Linked DNA regions of Ovis aries: region 1 is linked to region 2. Evidence: chromatin contacts called from public Hi-C data. All regions are on one chromosome and are shown on one strand. Each heading gives the region's core, a stretch centred on a gene start, on an enhancer-like site or on the middle of the called end of the contact. The rest is flanking DNA. Distances are from core to core; before and after follow the strand shown.

Region 1 (2,700 bases), core at 57-2,556, 150 kb after region 2:
TGACAGGTTAGACGTTGTCGCGGAACCGATGAGCAAAGCTTCCAGACGCCCACTCCCGGTGTCAGGTGTTGAGGACCCAGGTGCGAGGCGGGCCTTGACTTCTGTCCGGGGGCTCCCTGCCACGTCGTCCCGTTCAGCCCCGCCGAGGGTTCCGGGCTCGGAATCGAAGCCACCCCCAAGGACGCGAGGGCACTGCTAGTCTCCCCCAAGTCGCCTCCGTCCCGGCCCCAAGCTCTGAAGGACCCTCCAGGCCAGCTCCGGCCCGGAGTCCGGCACCACAGGCTGCGGTCCCTCGCGCGGCTAGCACTCTCACAACTGGACGGGCCGGGGACGCAAGGGGAGCCACGGGGAAGCCCGCCCATCTCGGAGCCCGGCCGCCCCTCACTCACCCCCTAGCCTTCGCCGCCGAGTCCCGGCTCACAACATCTGCCCAGCTCTCGGCTACGGCGCCCGTCCGTGGCCAAACCGAGCGGCCGCCGCGCACGCGCACGCGCACCGACCCGCGCCCGGCCTCGGCTAGGTGGCGCCCCCCCTCTGAAGCCTCCAAGCCGGGATGTTCCCGGAGCCGCCTCGCCCCCACCGCCCAGCCTCTTTCGCCTCCGTCCCCCACCTGCGCGGGCGCGGGAGGAGCTCCTGGCCCAGCCGTGCCGTTAACGCTGTGTCCTGAGAGACCTTGGCCGCCTATCTCTCTACTCCTGCCCGTATTTGGAGATCCAGCCCAAAGGTCCGCTAGGGCGTCCGAAAGGCTGCTCCTCCCAAGGGTCTCTGCCACCTGTCACCCTCACTTCCATTCAGGCTAGACGCGTGGCCTTGCTCACCTTTCCCAGGGATGGCACCTCTGGCCGGGCGAGGAGAGCTTCCCTGGGCTCTGCTGACAGGGGCGTGGGCAGACCTGCCCCCGTGGGAGCCCATCAGTCATCAAAGCAACAGGGAATTTTCTCCACTTTACAGGGAAAGCTGAAACTCAGGAAAATTTAATATCACCACTTTAAGGCTGGAACTCTGGCCTCTGGCAGCAAGCATATCCACACAGCCCTTCCCTTCAGAGGGGCCTAGACTGTGGGGGCCGCACACCCCCACCCCACGGCACCTCAAGTGTCCCCAGTGAACCCTTCCAACACCGCCCACTATATTGGGAGGACTTCTTGGGGGTAACTATGCCAGAGTGAGGACCCCTGTACCTCACCTAGGGGGCTTGAGGCCTGGCACCACCTCCATTACTGCCACTGGGTCTCAGGTCAGATCCCAGCGAGCCTAGAGTGGGGGTGTGGAGACAGAGCCACCCAATCCCGTAGGGACAGGTTTCACAACTTCCCGGATGGGGCTGTGGTGGGTCACAGTGCAGCCTCCAGCCAGGAGGATGGGGTGGCTGCCACTCCTGCTGCTTCTGATACGGTTCTCAGGGGCCCCTGGTAAGTGCCCTTCCCCTCAGCCCTGATCCCCATCTGCCTTCAGAAAGGGGTCGGCCCAGGCCCATCCTGCTATCTGAGCCGGGAACTTACTTTCCTACTGAGCCTGTAGCAGTGAGTGACCTTGGCTTCTTTCACAGAGCTGGGCAGCCAAAGGAACACAAACACATTGCCTGATATTCAGGCCTGCGGTGAAATGTCTGCTGTAGCTTTGAGGCAGTGTTAGGACCACACAGACACATACACACATGCAGGCATTTATCCCTTATGAGCCAGACCTAATCCTTCTACCTAGCATATACCCTTATGCTGGTTAGGTGGCTCAGACAGTAAAGAATCTGTCTGCAATGCAGGAGACCCAGGTTGGGAAGATCCCCTGGAGAAGAAAATGGCAACCCACTCCAGTATTCTTGCTGGGAGAATCCCATGGACAAAGGAGCCTGGCAGGCTACAGTCCATGGGGTCGCAAAGAGTTGGACAGGACTGAGCGACCAACACTTTCAGCATTTACCCTTATGCTGGTTAGAACTTACACTTGGAGTCAGAATGCTTAGGTTGGGCCTTTGCCTTGTTAATAAGATAGCTCTGAGCCTTCACATCCTCACGTGAGAAATGAGATGGCATAAGCTCCATAGGGCCAGCACCAGCATGCACTGAGCTCAGAGTATATGTTTTACAGCTGAGCCCAGTGCCTTGCCCACTAAACAGGTGCGCTAGTGATTACAGTCATGTCTGAGCCTGCTCCTCCCATCCAGTACAGGGGTCTGACCCTTGAAGGGATCACAGGGTCCACTCCAGAGGCCTTTTATTTTGATCTCCTGAATGAATAAAGTATGCACATGCTGATATACACGTGCTGATTCGCATGCCCACCCTGCAGGGCAGCGCTCGCCCTTGAATGACTTCCAGGTGCTTCGAGGTACGGAGCTGCAACACCTGCTACATTCAGGGGGGCCCAGGCCTTGGCAAGAAGATGTGGCAAATGCTGAGGAGTGTGCAGGCCGCTGTGGGCCCCTCCTGGACTGCAGGTGAGTGCCCACTGGGCCTCGATAAGACTGGAGGGAGAGGAACCTGGGCACTGGTGACCCTGTGCCCCTTCTTCCCAGGGCCTTCCACTACAACTTGAGCAGCCATGGTTGCCAGTTGCTGCCATGGACCCAGCACTCACCTCATACACGACTGCAGCGTTCCGGGCGCTGTGACCTCTTCCAAAAGAAAAGTGAGTGGCTGCGAAGGGTGCGCTGGGGAGAGGGCTGCTGAGGTCTCCCGCCTTGTTGATTCTGGGTCTTTT
Region 2 (2,700 bases), core at 145-2,644:
AGCACAGGGTGTATGGCACCCACAAAATGGACTTGGCACCACCCAGATCAGGTAGGCTTCCTGGAGGAGATGCCACGTACTTTGCAAGAGAAGGAAGGGGAAAAGGTGTTCCTGGAAGGAGGAACTAGGAGTATAGGCTGGAGATGAGTGGAGGAGGTTCTCGTAGGGCCAGGCTGAATATTGTTGGGCTGTCTCCTCTCCTCACCTGCACTCCTTACCCTACAAATCTCTGGGACTCACAGTTCACAGGTCACTCAGAACTCAACCTAGCGTCACTCTGTGAAGCTTTCCTTCTCTCCATGGCCCAGGCCCACCTGGCTGAGGTGGATATCAGGCTAAAGATGTCCCCCAGGACGCTCCAGTGTTGGGGGGTGTAGTTCCCAAAGAGCAGATGCTGAGAGATGGCAAGAGCAGACCTGGGTTGACTCCCCTACTCCCACCCTGCACAAATCACAGCCTGGAGAGAGAACTCTGGGCAACCACCTCATTTCGGAGACTGAAAGCCTGAGGCCCAGCAAGGCTAACAGAACAGGTTAGAGGTGCCCTGAAAGCCAAAGCCCATGTCTCCTGCATATCAGGGAGGTGCTGGAACAGAACCAGGAAGCAAGGCCAGCTTGTGTTCTGTTGACCCCATCCCTGCAGCTGCCACCTACGGAGGCAGTGGTAGACAGACCAGAGCTAGGGCTGGGCCTCCATGTAAGTTGCTTCTCCTCTGACTCTAAGATCCAGCCAACAGGGTGGGCCCCATCTTATAACTCCCACTGCCCTGGGCAGGCCGGATGCAAGGCAGTAGCCTCTGACCGCCATCCTGTCGCAGTCAGCCCAGGGCAGGTCCACGGAGGGATAGTCCCAGAAGGGAATGGCAACCCACTCCAGTATACTTGCCTGGAGAATCCCACAGACAGAGAAGCCTGGCGGGCGACAGTCATAAAGAGTCAGACACGACTGAATAACACTTTCAAAAGAGGGTAGTGCCACTCCTGGGGTCTCCTCACACCTCCCCTCTGGTTCTCCACACATTCCTGGCTTCTGGTCCCCACAAAAAGAGTTCCCTGGGCCCTGACCAGGAACGAGTGTCTGAGGATGTTGCTGTATCCTGGAGCCGAGAGAAGAAGGATACCAAATGGTCCTCAAACGCGCTGGGGCAACCCCTCCCATTTCCGCCCAGTCGATCGTCAGGGGGCGGGACAGGACAGCTCAGATCTACTAAACGTCTCTCCGGGCCACTCTACACCCACTCACTCACAGGCCACTGAGGAAAAAGGGCCCAAGCGTAGGTGTAGGACCCAGGCTTCCGAGGGCGGGGAAAGTCGGCCAGCCAGCCGACCAGAGGGCCCCGCCCACGGCTCCGCCCCACGCCCTGGTCCTGTCCGCCGCGCCGGGGTAGCTCCGAAAGACTTTGCTCTAATCTCCGGCTGGGAGCGGCAACAAGAGCAACAGGTGAGGCGGCCTCTCTGTCTGCGTGTGTCCGCCCGCGCCAGGCGCTCGGCCACTGTGGGCAGGAGAGGGCGGTGGGCATCTCAGGAGTCCTGGTGGGGTCAGCTGCCCCGGGGCTCCCAGGATCGACCCTCGACGCGGGTACCAACCCAGACTTCGAGTCTGCTCCCAGCCAGGCCCGGGTCTGCGGAAACCTCCACGGGGCCCTACCTGGGCCTCGATGGAGCTCCACCCGCCGCTGTTGCAGCCTTTCCTCTTACTGCTGCTGCTGCCGCCGACGCTGCCGGCGGTGCCCGAGACTGGCGGGTCCTGGCAGTGCCCGCGCATCCCGTATGCTGCTTCCCGCGACTTTGCGGTGGAGTACTCGGTGCCCAGCTTCTCCGCCAGCAGTCGGGTACAAGCCGTTGCAACCTACGAGGGCGGCAGGGAAGGGAGTGCGGTGTTCGTGGCCACACGCAATCGCCTGCATGTGCTTGGACCTGATCTGCAGCCGGTTGAGAGCCTGGCCACCGGCCCTGTTGGAGACCCTGGCTGCCAGACGTGTGAGGCCTGTGGCCCAGGCCCCCACGGCCCGCCAGGAGACACAGATGCACAGGTTCTGGTGTTGGAACCCGCGCTTCCGGCTCTGATCAGCTGTGGCTCCAGCCTTCGAGGCCGCTGCTTCCTGCATGAGCTAGAGCCAGGCGGGACAGCCCTGCACCTGGCGCCACCGGTCTGCCTTTTCTCAGAGCACAATCGGCCAGAGGACTGTCCCGACTGTGTAGCCAGCCCTCTGGGCACCCTCGTGACTGTGGTTGAGCAGGGCCAGGCATCCTATTTGTACGTGGCATCGTCACTGGACTCGGCAGTGGCCGCCAGCTTCAGCCCGCTCTCAGTGTCCATCCGGCGGCTCAAGGCCGACGGTTCAGGATTCGCAGCAGGCTTCTCAGCGCTCTCGGTGCTGCCCGAGCACCTCGATTCCTACCGCATCGAATATGTGTACAGTTTCCACGCCGGAGCCTTCGTCTATTTCCTGATGGTACAGCCCACCGACGTGGCAGCTGCTCCTGGCGCCTTGCACACGCGCCTGGCACGGCTCAGTGCTGTCGAGACCGACCTGGGCGACTACCGAGAGCTGGTCCTTGACTGCCATTTCGCCCCTAAACGCCGGCGACGCGCGGCCCATGAGGGTGGGCAGCCCTACCCGGTGCTGCGGGCAGCCCATGCTGCTCCAGTGGGCGGCCACCTAGCCGCTGAGCTGAGCATCCCTGAGGGGCAGGAAGT

Evidence for each region. Hi-C and Micro-C count contacts between places; a contact is called where the count stands out from the background.
Region 1: a contact with region 2 is called in a Hi-C map of skin fibroblasts, with 7 times the contacts expected there. The contact joins the promoter of MST1 here to the promoter of MST1R in region 2. A contact is called at or near these places in 6 of 16 Hi-C or Micro-C datasets (blood, mixed tissues, omental adipose tissue and 3 more).

What each region holds. Positions count from the first base shown.
Region 1 is chr19:50,556,194-50,558,893 of ARS-UI_Ramb_v3.0, forward strand. It overlaps MST1 (macrophage stimulating 1), which reads left to right and starts at 1,307. Exons shown (of 18, transcript XM_042236213.1): 1 at 1,307-1,412; 2 at 2,290-2,437; 3 at 2,516-2,628. The coding sequence starts at 1,319. RNF123 (ring finger protein 123) reads right to left here. Exons shown (of 40, transcript XM_042236205.1): 2 at 2,578-2,700.
Region 2 is chr19:50,403,563-50,406,262 of ARS-UI_Ramb_v3.0, forward strand. It overlaps MST1R (macrophage stimulating 1 receptor), which reads left to right and starts at 1,395. Exons shown (of 20, transcript XM_042236189.1): 1 at 1,395-2,700. The coding sequence starts at 1,658.